2 separate regions of the Macaca mulatta genome follow, and region 2 is linked to region 1. The links are chromatin contacts, called in public Micro-C maps. All regions are on one chromosome and are shown on one strand. Each heading gives the region's core, a stretch centred on a gene start, on an enhancer-like site or on the middle of the called end of the contact. The rest is flanking DNA. Distances are from core to core; before and after follow the strand shown.

Region 1 (6,939 bases), core at 2,542-5,041:
TATGTTGGCCAGGCTGGTCTCAAACTCCTGACCTCAAGTGCTCCACTTGCCTTGGCCTCCCAAAGTGCTGGGATTACAGGCGTGAGCCCCCTGCCTGAAGAACACCTTAATATCAGTGCAAAGTTACTCTTAACTAAGAGTATGAAAAGCTAGATACTATACAATCGATCACATAACTCTCACACATTTAAAAGATATGTAAATTCAATAAAAAAAAAAAAAAGGAAAGCAGTCGAAGCATTTAGTAAATATGAAAAATCCCTTAAGTAAAAAGCTTGACACAATGAACTTCATTTGAGAACTTCAATTTCTAGTCTTTATAAAGTATTGTTTTAGTACCTAGTAATGTGTAAATTGCTACAATTACAGATCTGTGATTTCTTTCAAATAAATCTATAATTCATTTATTTCACAAGTACTTACTGGGTATCTACTACTGTGGAAAAACAAAGATTAAAATACATTATGAACCCTGCCCTAAAGACACTTTACGAGTCTAGAAGGAATAACATATATGCACACTGTAGTTAAAATGTAAAGGTAGCTCAGAAAGGAAAAAGTATCTGAAATGTGGTGGGGGAAAGTACAGATTAGGGAAGGCACTGATGATGAATTTAAATAACAGGTCAAATTCAGACAAAGAAAAGAAGCCTTCCATTGGAAAAAGATGTTAGAAAAAACAAGAAAGATGGAAAGCCGCAATGAAAAACATTTAATTTTGCAGAAATGGAAAAAACTACAAAATAATAAATAATAATATAGAAGCTAGGGGTTCCAAGCTCTAGTAACTCAAATATCCTGGCCAGACTAAATCACCAATTAAAACATCTAATATTGTATATACACTCCACTGATGCTCTATAAATACTTCTAAATTAGTAATCCGTGACCCCTTTTACCTGTTGTATTTCCTGGTGGAATGAAATAGTGAAACAAGTTTTATTCATACTGTACCTCAGAATAATTATTTTCAGAAGGCAAATTACTTTATTGGGGAGGTGATTAAAAAGAAAAAATAGAAGACAAATTACTTTTCCAATTTTGAATGTACATACTCAAAGTTAGGTAAGCACAAGAAAGGACCCTTTCAGTATATGCATACAACATACACAAGTGATACTCAAGCTTCATTTTGAAATAGTGATATAAAAACTATGTTGTTCCATCCACAGTGGCAAGATCAAAATGTTCTAGCTCCAACTCTTCAACACTGTGCAAGCTGCTCTAGTGCTCTGTGCCTATAAAATGAAGAGGCTCTATCTGGGACTTTCTAGCTTTAAAATCCTATACATTCTGAATTCCATTCCATCTTTTCTACAGAAGTCACTGTGACAAGGCCAATAATAACAAAAACAGGAAAGGGTATTCTTCGTTCAACCCACACATAGGAAAAATTACCCCTCATTATACATCTACTGAGTGCAGGCTCTTTCTACTTATTTCACTTAATCTTCATTAAATCCTGAAGAGCAGGCATTTTCCTCATTTTACTTACAGGGTATTAGCTATCTCTTACATATCCAATCCAATCAGGGGGGGAAAGCCAGGATTCAAATCAAGGTCTAATTCCACAAAGCAAGCTGTAATAAACCGTATTTCATAACCTGGTGCCACAAACACAAGTATCAGATAAACAAGTGGTGGCAGTGATTATGGCATGACCATGGTAATCCAGACAGAACATGATCTTCTAGTAGGGTAGGCCTTGTTACCAAGTGGGAATGGATAAGTGAAGCCAACTGTGTGCATGTGTTGTGTATGACAGTGAGAGACAGAAGAGTGATTTTCAAATGAAAGAAACAGATATACCAGCTTTCACCTTATGCTTTAAACAATTCTAATCAGACCTGTGCAGTTAATTTTTTTTTTTTGAGATGGAGTCTTTTCATGTTGCCCAGGCTAGTCTCAAACTTCTGGGCTCAAGCGATCCTCCTGTCTTAGCATCCCCTTAGTTGGGATTATAGGCCTGTGTCACTGCAACTAGCTGCAGTTAATTTTAATAATATTATATAAAGTTCTCAAAAAGTATTGAAATACAGGCATGAGCAATAAAGTGTAGGCTTTGAAGTAAGGTACCTCTTGGTTGAATCCTGGCTCTATTACTAGCAGTATGACATTGGTCAAGTTACTTCACCTCTCTTTTTTTTGGGGGGGACAGTTTCGCTCTTGTTGCCCAGGCTGGAGTGCAATGGCGCGCAACCTCCGCCTCCCGAGTTGAAGCGATTCTCCTGCCTCAGCCTCCTGAGTAGCTGGGATTACAGGCATGTGCGACTACGGCCGGCTAATTTTGTATTTTTAGTAGAGATGGGGTTTCTCCATGTTGGTCAGGCTGGTCTCGAACTCCTGACCTCAGGTGACCGCCGGCCTCAGCCTCCCAAAGTGCTAAGATTAGAGACGTGAGCCACCACGTCCGGCCTAAGAGGTGAACTCTCTTAGCCTCATTTTTTGACTTTTAAAGTGAGAATACTCTCACCTATCTTGCAGGGTAGTTAACGATGAAAGCAGAATGTGGAATATAAAGAGCTCAGCACAGTACCTAGCACAAGGTAATAGCTTGACAAATGAAAGCTACTATATTATCCCTCAGGATCCCATTAACAAAGTTGGCCATTAAAGTGTTATACTTGGTCACTTTAATGTAGATCTAAAATTCTTCTCAAACAGTTTATTTCAAAAAGGCATACACCCTCGGTTCCATTAAACACTAATCAAACTTCAAAATAAGTATATTCTAAACCTAGAATCTAAGCAACTATTAAATACTGTTTTCAGTGGCTAACTTTTTTTTTTTTTTTTTTTTAAATAACGCTGCAAATCGTGTCATTACGAGTTCAGGCAGAAAGCGGTGGATGTGTCCCCAAAGGGGTTTGAGCGCGAAAGATCCCTACTACGTCCAAGGTAGCATTTGCCAAACGATATATATTTGGGTGAGCCCGAAAAGCGAGACCTGAACAAATAACACCAGGCAGAACGACCGCTCTTCCAGTTGATGGGACAGGAGCAGGTGGACTTGTGCTTCAAAGAATATCGTTTTATTCTTAGCCACATGCTCTCACCAACAGCTGGGTTTTAAACCTTCTCGCAGTCTTCCCCAACGCCCCAGTTTCAGACTGCAAGGGAGGGAGCAGGACTTCAGGCTCCTCTCGGCCAGTGCAGACACAGGCGAAAGGGAAGGAGGGAGGGAGGGGCCCACGGCCCCGAGGGGCGTGGGAGGCAGTTCGGGCCAGCTCGGCCCCGGAACCGTCCCTTCCCGGACGGTACCACCTGCGGACCACTCTCCTAGCCCGAGCTTCGGGGCCTACAGAGCTGTGGGGCGCGGCTGCCGTCAGTCCGGCCGAGCCGCAGCAACGGGGAGGGAGCTGGGGGCGTCAGTGAATAACTCTGGGATTTCAGGAGCGGAAGGAGGGCAAAGGGGGAGGTGGCATGTGGATCCCCCTCCATGGTGGGACGCTGGAGGTGACCTTCGGGTCTCCGAGTGCTCCGTCCCCGTCCCTGCCCGGACCCCTTCCCAAGTCCCAGACCCGCTGCTCCTCTCACCGTCTCGGCTTCTGTGTGCTGGGGTCCGGCACTCTGACCCCCCATTACCCCGCGGAGGAAATTCATCTTGCCGTTCAGCCACCAGGTTTACCGGCCCCTCCGGAAAAAAAAACGAAGACAACTTCCCCCGCCCTCCGCAGGGCCTGGCCCCCAGTCCCGCACTCTACACTCTCCTACTGCTGCCACCACCGCCTCCAACTCGGCGGCCACTCCAGCCCCCTAAGCCCGGAAACAGCCGCCACCAGCGGCCAAGATGCGCATGCGCGGGGACGTGGCATTACGTGGCGGCCCGAAGGTTGAAGGCAAAAGGGGAGCGGAGGCGAAAGGAACCTCGTAGCTAGGTTCCACCGAAGCCCCACCCACTGCGCAGGCCCCGCCTCCCGCCGCAGGGGCACGCCTCCTCCCGCCCTTCGCGGATTGATCCTGCTGGCCGCAGCCACCCACGTGGTCGAAGCCCGGCCCTGCAGGCTGGAGAGGATTTGATTAGACTACGCGTTTCGACTTGCAGGGTGTTTAATTGTTGCCAAGCGGGACTTACTGCAAGCTATCAAATCTGAGGTCTTATTTTGTTGAGTCGAAAGTGAAATTTTTCCTTCGGCCGACGTGACAGGTAAGGGTTCCTGGCCCCTGGGAGGGTTCGCTTGGTTTGACGGTTTACTAGTACCAGCGTTGTGGCTTTCTGATCCCGGTAAATTGCATTTATTTACAGGGCTTTGTTTGGTGGTAAAAAGGGTTACTAGACACCCCTCATTCCACTGCCACTGGAGGGCGCATTTCTCAGCTCTTTCTCTTCAAACCTGCTGAAAGGAATTCCTAGATCTAAACACCAGGTACACCTCTATTTTCAAGTGTCATCAGGAGGAAACCCACCAAACCCTACATTTAGCTTGCTAGAGAAATACATTGTTCTGCTGTGGCAGTTTGGCGAGTAACATAATGTTTTGTTATTAACTCTCAACCCCTGTGTTTTCAATTTTTTTTTTAACGTGAAAAAATGTCTTTCTCTAATTGATATGCCTGTTCCTTTGGCAGTGAGGTTGTCAGTACACACGCTTCTAGAATAGTCTTGTACATTTCTTGAGGCTAAAAAGCACAGGTCTAGTTAGCTAACTGACTCATGGACCTCTCCCCTTGGATTCCCCACGGGTCTCAGATTCAGCATTTAAAATTGAGCTCATCATCTACCCCTGCCTCCCGTAAAGAAAAAAGTCAATATGCTGCTTCTACTGTGTGCGTGCGTGCTCAGTAGTACCACTGTCCAAATAATTGCCTAAGCTAGACAGGAAGCTGGGAAGAATCTTAGACTCTGGCTTTCCACCCACACGTGTCCAATCAATAGTCATGTCCTATCATTTCTGTTTATAGAATATTTCTTAAATAGGTCCTCTGCTCTCCATCCTCGATGCGTGTGACATAGATTACGTTCTTCTCATCATTTCTCATTGAGATTACAGCAACAGCCTCCTAACTAGTTTGTCTGCATTCAGCTCTGGCTTCCTTCCAGTCCAATCTCCAGTCCATCCTTGGGTGAGACTAACAACAGCAAAACATCTGTTCATGTCAGTCCTCTTAAAATCTTCCAGTTCCCCATTCTTTCCAGAATAAAGTCCAAACTCCTTAGTTTGTCATACAGGCCTGTTATGATCTGGTTCCTGCCTACTTTTTCAGCTCCTGCTTCCCCCACATACTCTGGGCATTTTTCTCAGACCTGGATATGCCCTTCCCCTCCCTTCTCTTCATCAAGCAAACTCCTGCTATTCCTTAAGACTCAACTCTGGCATCATTCTTGAAAGCTTTCCCTAAAATCTAGGTACATATCTATATGTTAGCACTTTGCAGTTATTAATACTGTATATGGTGTACATTCAATAAATGCTTGCTAAACCAAACTGTTAAGGGCAGGACTATTTTATTCATTTTATATCTCTGTTGCTTACCACTGTCTCATAAAAGGTGATATTGATGGATAAATGAATAAATCATTGAAAGAATATATGAATATTACACTAAGGAGGAGGTTCCCTTTTTTTAATCTGTAAAGTGAAACTGTAGGGAACACATCATAGGCAATGTGTTTCCTAGGGCCAGGGTTTTAAGCCTGGGCAACTTGGAGAATGGTGGGGTCATACTGCCAAAAATACTGTGCACTAAGCATTGTCCTCTGCTTTAAAACTACACACTTGACATTTTACCGTAGACATTTTCCACGGGAGCATTTTGTTGCAGCCTAAAAAAAGTAGTAAATTACTCAGCATTTTTATTACTAAGAAATGGATGCAAAGAGCTTCACTTAAGCCCCTAAGCTTCACCCCTCCCTGAACCTCACTTCACCTTCTCCCTGAACCTCACTCTACCCCATCATCAGGAATGAGGCTCATAGATGGAGTGGGCCACAAATGTCTATTACTCCTCTTATTTAATAATTGAAAAGAGTGCCTTGACATTTTAGCAAAGTTGTTTAAAGGCACCAGCCTTGTCAAATGTCCTGTTTTGTTTTAAACTTTGGTGAGTACAGTAGGTTACTGTACTTTAGTGAGTAAAGTAGGTTACTATACTTTAGTGAATATAGTAGTGACAGCTTACTATGAGTTTTCCCTGCATTTGACCTGTTTTCTTCCCTAGCAGCATCCCCTGCACAGGAGTGATGGACAGTTGGGTGCAAAGGTGATGAAGGTGGGATCCCCGAGGCATTGTCACTAGAGAACAACCATGAGATGGACTCCTTATATCAGAGGAATAGTTACATATTAATCCACTTCTACTGATTTTGTAGAGTGAGAAAAGTCAGGGACTGTGTTATATTCCTGTTTGCACCCTTTAATCATCTAGTATAATTCCTTTAATATGGTAGATGCTCAGGAACTACCTGAGTTAATAAAGGAAGAGAAAACATGAACAAATTGTGACAGCCTGACTTGCATTGTTATACGTCTGGCTTTCATAAATCTAAGCATTCAGGATGAGAGTCTCATGAATCATTAAAATACACATAATCAAAAGTAAGAATGATTCTTCTTTTTCTAAACCAAACCTGACAATAGATCAACAAACAAAATTCATTGGTTTGAAATTCAGTTTTTCAAATCGCTTTTTTCAGTGGCCCACTATTTCTATCCTTTCTTACTTTCTAGTGGAAAACTCAGCAAAAACAACGAAATATAATTGCATAAGATTGTTTTTTAGTTGGGGTGGTAGTGAGTAGAATGTTGTCTATGCCTGCTTGGGAGGATAAATATAAATGATCATTTGTATTTGAAATAGATCATAGATAGGTTTTTATTTATTTATTATTTTGCTAGGTTATAAGCCCCTTCAGTATCGTATATAGGTTTTTAAAGACATGACTCACACCTGTAATCCCAGCACTTTGGGAGGCCAAGGTGGGAGGATCACTTAAACTCA
Region 2 (6,527 bases), core at 4,022-6,521, 210 kb after region 1:
AATATATGGTCTATATAATTGACACCACTAACTACTGTCAACGATATGGAACCAAAGGAATTCTTATACGCTGATGGTGGGACTATAAATTTGCAAAAGCACTTTGGAAAACAATGGCAATATATATTCAAGCTGAACATCCACATCATCAGGACCTAGTAATTTCCTCTTCTAATTGAAGCATATATATACCCTATAGAGATGTGTACATAAATGGACCAAAAGACGTGCCCCAAAATGTTCAGAGCTGCACAAGTTATAATAGCCCCAATGTGAAAAACCACCCAAACATTTATTAATAGTAGAATGAAGAAATTAGTTTATTTGTACATCACAATACTATACAGCAAAGAAGATAAACGGACCAGTATCTCATGCTACAATGTGGATGAATCACACAAAATGTTGAGCTAAAAAATCCAGAGTACATACTGTAGACAGGACTCCATGTATATAACTGACAGTGATAAAGTCAAGTGTAGTGACTGGGAAAGCATGTGAGGGAGGCTTCTGGGGTACCTGTAATGTTTTATATCTTGGTCTGAGGGGAGTGATATGAGTATACCCACTTTGTGAAAACACATTGATTTGTACACTTATAAGCACTCTTCCATAAATATGCTTTACTTCAATATAAAGTTTAGTTTAAAAAAGTGATGGTCTATATAGGTTTCTCTTAAACATGTGATCCATAGATCTGCAGCACAAACAGATTGGGATGTTAGAAAGTACACTCCAACTTACTGAATCTAATTCTCTGGAAGATGTAGGATTCTGTATTTTAAACAAACTCACTGGATAATCCTTATGTAGACTAAAGTTTGAAAGCTATGGTTGTAAGAAAATATTTAATGTCATGGAGAGTAGTAGTTAATAGTAGTCTCTGAAGCCAAAATGCCTGGGATCAAATCTAGCCTCTGCCATTTAATAGCGGTGTGACCCTGGAGAAGGCATTCTAGTTCTCTGGGCCTCAGTTTTCTCAAGTGATAAAATGAAAATAATAATAGTACTTACCTGACATGGTTCTTTCAAGGACTGAGTTAATAGATTAATGTAAAATACTTGGAATAGCGCCTGGCACACAGTACACACTATGTTAAAAAACCCAATAAAGCAAATAAAGGAAAAGGTATACCGTGTAATTCTATTTCCAGAAGATTATCTATATAAATATAGATGAATTTATATAAAGCATATTTGTAAATAATTACAAAGATACAGATAAAAGTGTTCACAGTATTATCTACGGATTATGTATTATTTTATTTTTGCTTCTATAATCTTATTTTCTAAAGTGAAAAATTTATTTGTTATAAGAAAATCAATAGTTTTTTAAAAGTTAGTAACTTATGGTTTACTTGATTTATTACGCCCGTATTTCTTAAGGTCTTCTTAACATTACAGCTAGATGACACCTTGGTGGTAGGAAAAAACAAAAGCCCTAGAGTAACTTTCCCAAGATACTGTATATTTATTAGTACGGAAGAAAGTGAGGCATTCTCTACCTGATCACTCAGGTTCTACAATATGACCAACTGCAGCCAAGTGACCAGGACTGCATGGGAGCGGGTATGCTTCTGGCTACTTCTCTTGTTTTTAACTGCCAGGAAGGAGATCCCTTTCAATGGAGGCTCTCCCTGAATTTTCCACATTGGAATCAATCAATCAATATCTATAGGTTCTGGAAATTCACTTTTAGGTATATAAAGTCAAGAGAGATACTGAGGGTGAGGCAGCCAATCCATGGGAATATTACTGAGAAAAAAACACAGAATTCAATTAGCATTTACTTATTCGACTGTTCTTTCTTTTCCTGACCTTTTCTTCTCCTGTGCTCGTATCTCTTTTTTGGTTTTCTTCCTTTTGATCCTACCTAGACTTTACGCTTCCATGTATGTGGCTCTTACAAGTACTTTAGTCCTATTAGTAGTTCTGCTCTTGACTTCTACCCCAGTGTTAAGGACTGCCAACTTGGAACATCAGCTCAACCTTCTTATGAGGCTTTGGAAGATCTTTATCAAAAGCAAATCTTTAAAGAGTGTATATAGTCTTTGATCCAACAATTTTATTTGCAGAATTTAGTTCAAGGAAATAAGGATATAAGCCAGCTACAATAATGTTCATTTTAGTCCTGTTTAAAATAAGGAAACTTATTCAACCTTCTTACGTTAACTTCAATTTTTAGACAAAAATCTTGAGTTATGCTAATTCCTAAAGTCAGTCCATTTCATCAAACATTAGTAATGTACAAATATTTATGAGTGGTTACTGGTAAAACACTCCTACTACACATTACAAAAGTTGAAGATGCAGTCTATAAATTTAAAACCTCAAGAATGGACTTCAAATGAATAAGCAAACAATAAAAATGTTAGCGAGAGCAGCAAATAGTATCATAAAAAGTGAGCAATGGCCAGGCGTGGTGGCTCACGCCTGTAATCCCAGCACTTTGGGATGCCGAGGAGGGTGGATCACGAGGTCAGGGGTTGAAGACCAGCCTGGCCAAGAGGGTGAAACCCCGTCTCTACTAAAAATACAAAAATTAGCCAAGTGTGGTGGCGGGCACCTGTAATTCCAGCTTCTCGGGAGGCTGAGGCAGAGAATTGCTTAAACCTGGGAGGCAGAGATTGCAGTGAGCTGAGATCATGCCACTGCACTCCAGCCTGGATGACAGAGTGAGACTCTATCTCAAAAAAAAAAAAAAAAAAGTGAGCAATGATGGTAAATAGTATCTCATAAACAAACCTGTAGGTGATATGGAGAATCAAAGATAGAAGGTATGACTCCAGGTTTCAGTTTAATGTTTGGAGCACTTCTGTCAAAATCTGTCTTTTTAAAGTGCCTCGAACACAACACATCTCCTTTTTTAGGCTCCCAAATGCCAGCTGCATTCACATCAAGTCTTTTCATTGCTAATACCCATTTCCTTTTGATGTTTTCATCTGTGGGGAATCTAGAAAAAAATCAAAAAAATATTTTAAAATCAAATACTATTGCTACATAATTGAATTAAAGCTGTCTTATACAACTGACTAAATTGATTCGTTAACTAGTTTGTTATTAGTCTTGAGAATTACAGTATTTAGGAAACCATAATTCATGCTTTGGTAACTTTCCATTTTAATATTCAGATTTTCTGCCAATCATGCTGCAGATATATGGCCCTCATTTTAATTTTTCTCATATTATAAGGACGAAAAATTTCAATGGATATTTAGCATCTTATAGTAAGATCCACAATTGAAAGTATTTATTCATCTATAGATGATAAAAGAATTATCACTTGGGCCTTTTCCTATCTGAAATGATATCCACAATTTATCCTCGATAAAAAGGGCCCTTTGTAATTCCATTCTTCTGTCAGCATCAGAAAATTGCTTAGTACAGCATTTAATACATAGCAGGTCTACAGATACTTAGTGAATGAATGCAGAGAATAGCTGCAGAGTGTGGAGTTCTGGAGATCAGAGCTATTTTGAGAGATATGAAGGCCAATAGCCATATCTGATTCAATTTTCAAGCTGGTTCAAATTTTTCTGAAATAAGGTAGGATATATATATATATGCTCATTTTTTGATTTCTTTATATCTAACCAAATAGCTAGGAGATCTTTCTCTAACACATAGCACAGTGCCTGGCACAAAAGCAGCAAAATAAACCTTTAACAAGTGAACAATTATTAAATCTTACTACTCTTTCACTTACTCTTTCACGGCTCTCAGGAGAATGGCTAAAATATGAAACTAAAATCATCTTGATTTATTTGCAACACAGCTAAAGATCCCTTGGTCTGAACTTGTAATTTATATTTTTTCTGTATAACCTATGCTTGATCTATTTCTAAATAGAAACGGCAATATATTTGAGCAAAGCCCCTGCATTCAGATTGTAAACTATATGTAAACAACATTGAATTTCTTTGGTGATATGATAAAATACAAAGTAATAATATTAGCAAAAGTTAGTCTTAACGGTATTTTTTGTAAACCAGTCTCTCGTATCTTAAAGTATCTTAAAACTTTTAAACTAAATTATAAACATGTAAAGGTATCACATTGTCACTTCAAATTTTAAAAACAGGTTATTTAAAAAGGACTCGGGAACTAAAGTTCAAAATTGAAGACAAGCAGAACTGTCTTTTGCTTTTTATAACATGGCCAAAGTATTTGGCTTAAACTACAGCACAATCTTACACGTGAAATGTCAGTCCTTTTAACTTCGAATTTGGCAAGCAGCGAGAAGCACATCCAATGGCGGAGCAGCATTTCACCATTTTAGCAACTCATAACAGAGCTGAAAGAAAATTAGAATATTGAGTCAGTAACTGGAAAGCTGAAGGGGAATAGATTCCCTTTCCCGGTGTTTTAGGAAACATGAAATCAGGTTAGAAAGCTAAAGACAAGTATCTTCTTCTAACACCTGCAGCTTTGCTTATAACATTTTCCAGGGTCTTGACTCTTTAATAAGGAGAAACATATTTAGCTATGTACCCCGAGTCTGATTTCAATTTTGTTGGCTTGTACATTTCCCTTCCACCTTCTGACAGGTACCATGTTCTCTGTGCCACAAAGCCTTTTGCACACTAACTCCTACCCATCTTTCAGCTCTCAGCTTGCATTGCTTCGCCAGAGAAACCTTCCATGACTGACACCCAGATTGTCAGAGCTGCTCTAATATTAGCTCTCACAGGACACACACTTCTTTCTAGCACTTCTCCAAGTTGTAATCTTACATTTATTGCAGTGATCGCTCTTATTAATGTCTTCCTCCTCCACCAGTCTTAGTTCCATGAGGTCATGGTGGAGTGTGTCTATTTTTTCCTACTTTTTGTCCTTACGGTTTAGCTGGTGACTGGCAATAGTGAATGTCAGTACATACTTTGAATGAACAGCAAGTAAACGGGAAAAGGAGGAAGCAAGAAGCACTTCCAGGTGCTAGCGAGTGCCCTGGCATCCAGGAGCGGCGCGCGGGACCCGATGAGCCCAAGGCCCGGGCCGAACTCCGCCCCTTTCTCCAGGCTCCCCGCCACCGGAGGGAGAGAGGGAGGGGCCGCCCGTCACAGGTAACGATGCACCTAGTGAGCGTCTTTTCCTCAGGCGCCAACCGGCGTCTCCGCGCCGCTGCCGCCCACCTCGCTCCGAACCACGCCCTGAGATTTGGGCGGGTAGCGATGGGGGGAAAAACAGGCAACCTAAGAGTTATTACCGTTAGCAGCGAAGACTACGACTAACGTCAACGACGGACACTGCGTCTGCCTTCGCTTCCGCCTCGTGGCCCCGGGAACCGGAAATCCGTCTGCCCCGTGTCACGTGCTTAGGAGCCATATTGGCGCTGGTGGCTGCTGGGGCTGGGAGGGGGTGTGCTAGAGAGGCGCAGCTTCTCTGGGCGTGGTTTTTATCCTGGGGGAAGGATCGGTGGAATGTGAGGGGCGGTGGAGGAGATGGCGGCGACGGCGCGGGAAGATGGCGCCAGCGGTCAAGAGCGAGGGCAGCGGGGTTGCGAGCACTATGACAGAGGATGTCTCCTGAAGGTGACGCCTTCTATGGGCTCTTCCCCGACAAGCTTCCTCCGGGCTGGGCTGGGGCGGGCTGGGCAGCCGGTTAGGCTTGGATTTAAGTTTGAGGTTAACCTGCTTTTCAGGATACCTTTTTCACCTGGAATTGGGTTCCTCTTGAGGAGAACGTTTTTGGCAAGGCGATGAAGCCCCACCTTTCCTACCTGCTTCGTACGTTGAAAGCAAAACCCTTCTTTCTTGGGAAGTGATTAGGCTTGCACAGTGGTCTCTTTGCCAGTGGGCTTATTCGTCTTTTGCTGCTAAAGTAGACTGAGGCAGCCCCGGGCCTGTACTGGGTTTTCCGTTCAGGTGTGTGATGAAATAATGGAAGTGGAGATAATGGAAATAAACAGGTGGAGAACCCGAATACGATTTCAGCTCCTGTAGTAAAGTTTTATAGCCTGCCAGCTTCATTTTAGAGGCAATGCGTATGTTCAGACCTATGTAGGAAAAAACATGTGTCCCAAAAAAGAAGACAATCATGTAATTGCCATTAAATAGAAAATTATGTATAGGAAAGTGCCTAATGAGCTTGTATTGTTACTTTGGGAAAACTTCTTAATCTGTATTTGTTTTAAATTGATACGTATTCAATTGAAGTTTCCGGATTTTCCTTGCAAGAAACAGTACAAAAATTTCTCTTAGAAAACTTGGTCTTTGGAACCTCAACCACCCTTTCCCCAAATCTTAGCTCTCCTCTTTAATAACTGTGATTTTAGCTTGCTCCTCTTTACCTCATGTGTAAAATGGAGATGATAGCACCTGTTTCATAAAAGTGTATGAGGATTATATACTAAAGGGCATGTATGGTGTCTAACAGGGTGCATTCCCTGAAGTAAATGAGTAGTAAATGTATACCACCATGACTATTACTATCATGTATTACTACTATCTATCATCTATTACTAATATCATGACTGTTACTATTAATCTGAGTATTATTACTTTTTGTCCTTTCACTTCACAAGTCAG

Evidence for each region. A called contact is a pair of places that touch in the nucleus more often than the background predicts.
Region 2: a Micro-C map of CD4 T cells shows a contact between it and region 1, with 7 times the contacts expected there. The contact joins the promoter of THAP6 here to the promoter of USO1 in region 1. A contact is called at or near these places in 3 of 14 Hi-C or Micro-C datasets (CD4 T cells, fetal cortex germinal zone and fetal cortical plate).

The regions. Positions count from the first base shown.
Region 1 is chr5:58,080,123-58,087,061 of T2T-MMU8v2.0, forward strand. USO1 (USO1 vesicle transport factor) reads right to left here and starts at 3,792. Exons shown (of 24, transcript XM_028848504.2): 1 at 3,538-3,792. The coding sequence starts at 3,603. It also overlaps a transcript of G3BP2 not described here.
Region 2 is chr5:58,291,356-58,297,882 of T2T-MMU8v2.0, forward strand. It overlaps THAP6 (THAP domain containing 6), which reads right to left and starts at 5,272. Exons shown (of 5, transcript NM_001261521.1): 1 at 5,207-5,272; 2 at 4,195-4,294; 3 at 2,746-2,953. The coding sequence starts at 4,274. It overlaps RCHY1 (ring finger and CHY zinc finger domain containing 1), which reads left to right and starts at 5,404. Exons shown (of 9, transcript NM_001261545.1): 1 at 5,404-5,531. The coding sequence starts at 5,442.